Regions from separate parts of the Astyanax mexicanus genome. Here region 1 is linked to region 2. A link is a contact called in public Hi-C data. All regions are on one chromosome and are shown on one strand. Each heading gives the region's core, a stretch centred on a gene start, on an enhancer-like site or on the middle of the called end of the contact. The rest is flanking DNA. Distances are from core to core; before and after follow the strand shown. Region 1 overlaps LOC103029501 (transcription factor 4). Region 2 holds the start of LOC103029501 (transcription factor 4).

Region 1 (3,861 bases), core at 660-3,159, 190 kb after region 2:
ATTGTCAAAGTGTTAAAGAGAATTTCTGTTCACAATAAAAAGTGTTCTATAGTGTCATATGGTGAGGAAATGTGTTACATTGGTTAAATGATAGTGTCTTATAGTATTACAGTATGGGTAAATATAATTGGGGCCATAATGTTTCTTACCACAATAGTGATCTATTGTGTCAGATTGTGGGGAATGTCTGTTTACTATAAAATAGGAAATTATAATTGTGGCCCTATATTGTCATTTCTGTTCACTGTTAGAGTATAATGTCTTAAAGTGTGTCACAGTGTCTACAATAGTGATCTGGGCTGAATTGTGTTCACTATTGTAGTGTTCTGTATTTTTACAGTGTAGGAAATTCTTGTTTACTGTTGTGGTGTTTTAGACGCCAGCACAGCGTTGGAGTAGGATGGACGGATTTCTTTCCCACGCCAAAATCTGAAAGCATCACTTGTCTGTTTTCAGCCTCCTCTCTCTCTCTCTCTCTCTCTCTCTCTCTCTCTCTCTCTCTCTCTCTCTATCTCTCTCTCTCTCCTCTGCCCAAGTTTGTTTAAAGTAGACAGCGTTAATTAAATTAAGTTAGGCTACCAGAAGGCGCAGTCGGGACGTTAATCTCCTGTGTGCTCCCAAATCCCAAATCCTGAGCTCCTGCTCCCCCTTCAGGCCGGCTGTGGAACTGCAGATTTTACTCTGACTGTAGGACAGCGCAGGAGTCAATTCTCTCTGTCAGTGTGTGTGTGTGTGTGTGTGTGTGTGTGTGTGTGTGTGTGTGTGATGGGCTTCAATAAGGATCTGGCCAGTCTTCTCCGGGTCCAGGTTTCTCCAGGCCAAGGCCACTTTACTGCTGCAGGAACGAGTTCTCGCGGTTCTGTGTCTCTCAATGACATTTTCAGACCAGGCTTCTGAAGACGGAAAGAGAGAAAGAGAGAGACTGAGAGAGGAGGAGAGAGAGAGAGAGAGAGAGAGAAAAGAAAGAGAGCAGTCACCGGAAACTGACCTAATATTGTTCTTGATTCTCTCTCTCTCTTTTGTATGTTTTCTTTTTCTTCTATTCTTCTCTATTTATTTTGTGCTTTTTTTTACTTCTTCTCTGGATTTTTCTAACTTTCTTTTTTCTCTCTCTTTTTTTTAATTATTTTTTTCTTTTTTGCCTTTTTTGTGATCTTTATCTCTTTATTCCTTTTCCCTTTGTTCATTTGTTCCTTTTTTGTCTTTCTGTATTTTATTTCACTTTTTTTCTTATGTCTCTTTCTATATCTCATCTGTCTCACTCTCTGCATTCCGTTCCTCATCCCTTTTTCTTTTCCTTTTCTTTTAGACCTTGATCTTTATTCGTTTTTTTTTTTCTTTCTGATGCTGACTTTTTCTTCATCTTTTTACTCTTTGGTTGGGTTTTGTTACTTTTTTCCATTTCTTCTTTCTTTTTCTGTCTTTCATTTTATTCTTTCTCCTTTTCTTAGTTTTTTTCTTTATTTCTATTTTACTTTGATTCTCTTTTGTTCCTTTCTTTCTTTTTTCTTTTTTTTATCCTCAATTATTGCTAATTTCTCAGTTACTCTCTTCTGCTTTCTCTCATTCTGTTTATTCTCTTTCTCAGATTCTCTCTCTCTCTCTCTCTCTCTCTCTCTCTCTCTCTCTCCCTCTCTGATGGTGTGGCTTGACAGCCGTGTACAGAAGGTTAAAGAGGGCACCGAGGAAAACAAATAAACAACAACGATAAACAACAGCAACGACAGTAAACAACAGCAGCATCAGTAAACCCGAACCCAGCTCAGAATCAGAACCAGCATCGCTAACTGGGTGTGTTCCCACACACACACACACACACACACACACACACACAGAGGTTCAGGTGTGTATCCATGGCGACGGACTGTGATTGACAGGCGGGTGGAGGTGAGGTTTTGGCCGCGTCCCAAAACTTTGGGGGAAAAGAGAAAATGGCTGCGGCTCCACCAGCTGTCGTCAGCGTTGTCTTAGGAACCAGAGTGTGGGAGAGTGTGTGTAGAGGAGTGTGTGTGTGTGTGTGTGTGTGTCTGCACAGGCATCTCTGTACACATGTACAAAGTGTATGTGTGTGCTTACAATTTAGTATATATTATAATTATATCTTTCTCTTCCTTAACCTGGATGTCAGTGACCTGTTATAACTGCATGTCAGCAGTGTTCTCATGTCTATTGCAGGTTCTAGATACTGTAGAAGTGAAGCTGAATCAGGGAGAACCATAGACATACTGCTTTATATAATATAATTTTTTTTCCCTTATATTATATACTGTAATTATATACTGTTATTATATACACTGTATTATTGAATATTGTAGCTTCTCTGAGTAGAAACCAGAGATCTGTTGATTAAATCAAATGGTAAGTCATTTAGAATCAATCTGATTTACACACTTTTAATATGTACAAATAGTGCATTTATAGCATATAGATATTTCACTTTTGCTGTACACAATTATTTCTTATTTTTGTGTGAATTATTATTTTTGTAGAGACTCTAGAGAATTCATCTTTAAAATATTACAATACATTAGTGTGAATTGGGTTTACACCATCTTCATGAGTTATTTAAATGTACTCCTGTTAAATTATAAAATACAAAAATCCATTTTTCATCAGTTTTCAAACCATATTTTCTAAATCTGATTTTTTTTTAATAACTTCAGTTTTCTTCAGTTTTATTTCAAAGAAAAAAATAAAATAAATAATTAATTAGCCGTATGTCATATTACATAATCTTCACTGGTCGTATAGAGATATGAATCATTTGGAGTGAATCAGATTCACACTGGATTATTCATATTGATTTCAATATGAATCTCAAAGCAAACAGTGTTCTCTGCAGTTGTTTGACTAGTAATGAGAAATGAACCCCTTTTGGTTCTGTATAGAACCATTTAAAATAGTGCAAAGAATCCAGAATCTAAATGGTTCCTTCAGTTTTCATGTTTCTACATAAACCCACTGCCTCTGCCGAAGAAGCCTCTGTTGTTAAATTGTAATCTGAAATAAACCGGTTAGGTGAACCTGTTCTGTTCACACAGTGAAAAGTGGATTATAATCATAAAGCTTTAACAGCACTTTAACACACAGTCTGACCTGTACCACGGTATCAGTGTGTTGTTGTGTGAGAGGAGAGAGAGAGAGAGAGGGAGAGCGGAGCTGCATTGGATGTTTTCTCTTCTTTTCTGTATCATTTTTTTAAAGCGTAAAAAAGAGAACAGAAGAGAACCAGCTGTGTGTCGGTCCGTCTCCCCCTGCGGACGCTGAGCTCAACCCACACCGCTCTCACTAACAGTCTTTCAGCTGCAAAATCACACACCCTCTGTTCCACTACATTTACAAACGGCGGAAGCTATAATTGTTTATAAAGTATTAAAAATGAGTCTTACTCTTAATAAGACATTTATGAAAGTGTGACTTCCAATTCCAGTTGTTTTTGTAAGGGGTTTGTGGTATTATAATTGTTAATAAAGGTGTTATAAAGAGAGTGTAATTATAAGACACATACCTTTTTGTAAAAGGAGCCCTAAATTAGATTCCTTGACATTGTTGATAAAGCATTTATGAAGTTGGGAGTTATAATTGTTTTAGTAAGGCATTTATAATGTAGGAGTTGTCATTGTCTGTAAGGGTGTTACAAAGGATATATAGAAGTGGGGATCAAGGCTGGACTTAAATTTTTATTTCCTTATTATAAGGGAAGGAAATAAAATTGATTATAAGGCCTTTGTAAAGGTGGGAATTAAAATTGTTTATAAGACCTTTATAAAGGAAGGAATTATAATTGTTTATAAGGCTTTTATAAAGGAAGAAATTATAATTGTTTGCAGGCCTTTATAAAGGTGGGAGTTAAAATTGTTT
Region 2 (4,314 bases), core at 138-2,637:
CTTTGTTGCAGTGGAAACATGATTACTGTGAATTATAATTAGCTGATTGTCAGCTTTTTTTTTTTTAGTCTGAAAGCACATCCCCAATCTGAGCTGCCCTGAATACTTTCCCTAAGCTGAGCAGTATTTCAGAAGGCGCCTCAGCAGAATGCAGAACTTAAAGTGTGTATGAAGCACTTTTATTTATTTTATTATATTCTGTAGGGAAAAATCCCAAAACATCACAACGTCACGCTCTGTGACCCGGGCTGGGAGGGTGAAGTGCGTCCCGGATGTTAAAGAGACTTTATTATTTTTTTATCTTCCCACCCGTTTTGGATGGAGCCCCGCCTGGTGCACGCTGATTGGCTAGTTGCGGCAGGCAGTTTGCGGTGGGATTGGCTCTTGAGGTCCCGCCTTGTTCGCTGATATTGGTGAGCAGCTCCCAGGCTACTCTTTACGGGTTGGCTCGGAGTGCAGCGTGTGCTGGGATCTGATTGGCTAATCGCGTCCAGCCTCCTTTAGTATAAGTGGATTGCTCTGCCTGGTGGCGGCTTAAGTTCTTATCTCTGATTGGCTGAAGGCAGACTGGGCGGGACTAAAACTTTTTTTAGGCTTACTTTTTTATTTTTATTTGATCTATTCAATTTAATTATATACGCTTAAACACGAACCAAAATAAAGTAAGGACATAAAGTTGACAGTTCACATTATGTCCAAAACATAAATAAACTAATATATATACTAAGTAATATACACCAGTTTCTGAATCAGTTTGTCTGAATTTGCTATTTATAGGTATATGTTTGAGTAAAATGAACATGAGAAATGGCTAAAATAAAAAAATATGCAGAGCTTTCAGACCTTAAATAATGCAAAGAAAAAAATAAGTTCATATTCATAAAGTTTTTGGAGTTCAGAAATCAATGCTTCTTGGCATGTTCTCCTTCACCAGTCCTAGACAATACTTTTGTATAACTTTATGCCACTCCTGGCACAAAAATTCAAGCAGTTCAGCTTGGTTTGATGGCTTGTGATCATCTATCTTCCTCTTGATTATAATCCATAGGTTTTCTATTTGGTAAAATCAAAGAAACTCATCATTTTTAAGTGATCTCATTTTTTTTCCAGAGCTGTGTATATATTTATTTATTTATTTAAATACATATTATATAATACATTATTTTATCATGTTTATACATGACAAAATAAAGATCAAATATTATCATATTTTACGAACAATTCAAACATCTTCATCTTACGATAATTTATTATTATTATTATTTTTCATCAACCTTAAAACTTGCAAGTGCAAGTATTGGCCAATGCTGGGCAGAGGTGGGCGTGGCTTGTCGGAAAACAGGTGGGGAAAAAAACACTGCGCGCCTCTCCAGCACGCCGCTATGGAAAGTGGCCAGCTAGCCGGTTCAGCCCCAACTCCGAGGACCGCGGCGGCCGGGACGCGCTAGCCGGACTCCTGTGCGCCTCTTACGGATGTTTATCTTCGCCTTCGCTGCGGAACAGCCATGCCGGAACACTTCGTCGCGTCTCGAGACTTATGCAGATTTTAACGACGCTCGCGGACAAAAGATCTTTAGCTGGCTGCCTAGCTGAAGCGCGCGCGGGGAGGAGAAGCTTCAGAAGAAAGTGCTTCATTCTGCCACTAAGAACCGATACTTTGTGACGACCCATCCGAGCTGCCGCGCGCGCGGGTGGACTGACATTCCCGACCAAGGTAACTAACTGTGTTGCGCAGAAGCTGCTCCGAGCTCGCGCCAGATACACATGCAGACAGACCGTGCGCGAGCGCGTAAAAAGTGCTGTATTTTTTTTTGCTTTTTGGCTGGTGTGTGTAGTGTGTGCGCGTGTGTGCTTTTAAATAACACTGTCACGAGCAGCTCGAGCTGTCATAACTTTAAATGAAGAGCAGTTTTACGATAAAACGTGACCGTGTTCGCGGTCACGCTGGTTTTGTACGCTGGAACTGAAGCTAAGCTAAAGGGTAAAGTTGGACACTGCAGGTCCTGAAGTGCTGCTTACTTGGCAACACACACACATATATGTATACACACACATACATAAACACACGCACGCACGCGCTCTGTGCCGCATAGCTGGGTCATGTGTGCCAGTCTTGGGGCTCGTGCAGAGTTGTAGGAGGAGTTTGGGGACATGGTGCACATCATCACTATTGTTCACTATCATTTTATATTGTTTAGTATTGTTTACTAGTGTTAACTAATTAATTAGCTTCATTAATTAGTATTTAGCACCTACTGTTTACTATTGTTTCTAATTAATTATTTGATAATATGCTTAGTTGCATAGTCTTCCATACAAGTATGCATGCATTTCCTCCAGGCCTTCCAGGATGCATCAGGTTGGTGCATGCACTCTCTGTGCCAGTGCGCGTGCCAGGCTACGTCTGAGGCCTGCCTTGATGAGGTGACCATGCAAAACCGTCGTCCATCAGTCCCAGCATCCACTTGTGCATCCTGACTCCTGACCCCGTGCTTATTATACTCAAGTAGGCTAGTGCAGAAGTGCACTATTTTAAGGGGATTATTTGTTGTAGTGTGCTATTCTTATTTTAATACTGCAACATACTGCAAGCCTATACGTAACTTTACGTAACAATCAAATCACATCGCATCAGGCGCGTGCTGCATCATTGCTGCATGCATTTTATATGCTAAATATCTTTAGCACTCTTGACTCTTGCACATTTTATTTAGGTGGCCAGAGGTGCGTGCACTCTGCAAGTTCAGCCAGAGCGCGAGGGCGCGGAACCAAACCAACTGTTTGCACCATGAAACCTTTTGCATTCATTCACTTATTAATTATTTCATTAGATTGATTCACCTATTCGTTCATTTGTTTATGTATATTTATTGCATTTTGTGCGCGAGCCATTTTTTTGTTTGTTTGTTTGTTTGTTTTTACTGTATTTGCACGCGAATGTTACCCGTACCCATATAATTTAACGTGTGAACATATATGATACACAAACGTGCATCATGTCCCCCCACCCGTTTTATTCCAAAATTAAAAAAAGTGATGCACGCTTTCTAAATAATAAAAAAGTGATGCACGCGCCCTCCTGTTGCACGAGTCTGCACCGAGCTGTGCGTGCATGCATGCGTGCGCTTTTTACGAGCAACGTTTGAAACATATCCCCCCTCTTCCTCCGTCCTCCTCCTCCTCCTTCACCACCACCTCCTCCTCCTCCCTGCTCGTCCCCGGGCCGTCTTCTCACCGCGCGCTCCGTGTCCATGTTTCCAGGTCTTGGGCGATCTGGCTAAAATGCACCACCAGCAGCGGATGGCAGCCCTTGGCACGGACAAAGAACTGAGTGACCTACTGGACTTTAGCGCGGTAAGCAAGAGCTGCCTTGCTTCCAATTGCATTGCATTGAAAAATTCAAAATGCAAACAATAAAAAAGAACACACGCACGCGCTTTTTCTTTTTTTGTTTCTTTTTTTTTGCATCGTGTTTGGCTTGTTTTTTTTGTTTTGTATTTGCACGTTTGCATGGTTCTGCATGCGCGAGCTTTGGGGGATATGATTGCTGAGTATGATTTATCCATTAATCAATTACAATAATAATAATACCACAATAAAAGTAGAAATAATGATAGCCTATATTTTTAAAGTTAGCAAAATCCCGCACTAAAATAATAATAATAAAAATGTTTAAAAAAAAAAAGCTGCACAAAACTTCTGTCCACATCATAACATCAAAAAAAAGCTCACGAAACGGATGCAGGCGCGCGTGTTCAGCGTCGCGCGACACTTTTAAAAGGCTTTTTCATTTTTGCGCGTAGCTTATCTTATCGATCTTTTTTATTTATAAAAACGTACGAATTTTATTTGTCAGGGTGTTATTTTAACGCAGTGTCCATCTCTCCTTCTCTGTCAATCGCTCTCTCTCTCTTTCTTTCTGTCTTTCTATATGTCCCTCTCTCTCTCTCTCTTTCTCGCGTGCGCTCTCGTGCTCGCTCGCTCCAGCTCGCGCTGTCCCGTGGAGAGGCAATGCAGGAAGGAGATTAATGCCAAAAGCAAAGTCGATGCTTGCGCGCGCGCGCTCGCGTGCATGAATGCGTGCATGTGTCAGCAGCAGCAGCAGCACGAATTTAATGCAACCCCACCACCCCATTCCCAATTCCTTCCCCTGTCCCCTCCACCACCCCCCAACCTACACACACACACACACACACACACAAACACAAAAAAAGAAAGCAAAACTCTCCCATGATGCACACACACACTCACTCTCGTGCATCAAGAGACATGGAGAAAAAATGCATTTAGGAGTTTTTGCGTAGGAAAGGAATT

Evidence for each region. Hi-C and Micro-C count contacts between places; a contact is called where the count stands out from the background.
Region 1: a Hi-C map of muscle shows a contact between it and region 2, with 7 times the contacts expected there. The contact joins the enhancer-like site here to the promoter of LOC103029501 in region 2. A contact is called at or near these places in 2 of 3 Hi-C or Micro-C datasets (both in muscle).

The regions. Positions count from the first base shown.
Region 1 is chr17:31,676,397-31,680,257 of AstMex3_surface, forward strand. The region is part of intron 8 of LOC103029501 (transcription factor 4); the gene reads left to right. Among protein-coding and RNA genes, the nearest start is that of LOC103022577, 100 kb to the right of the region's middle. Within about 2 kb of position 1,910, the one cell type or tissue checked has an H3K27ac peak away from gene starts, as active enhancers do.
Region 2 is chr17:31,490,386-31,494,699 of AstMex3_surface, forward strand. It overlaps LOC103029501 (transcription factor 4), which reads left to right and starts at 1,388. Exons shown (of 20, transcript XM_022676294.2): 1 at 1,388-1,714; 2 at 3,262-3,354. The coding sequence starts at 3,283.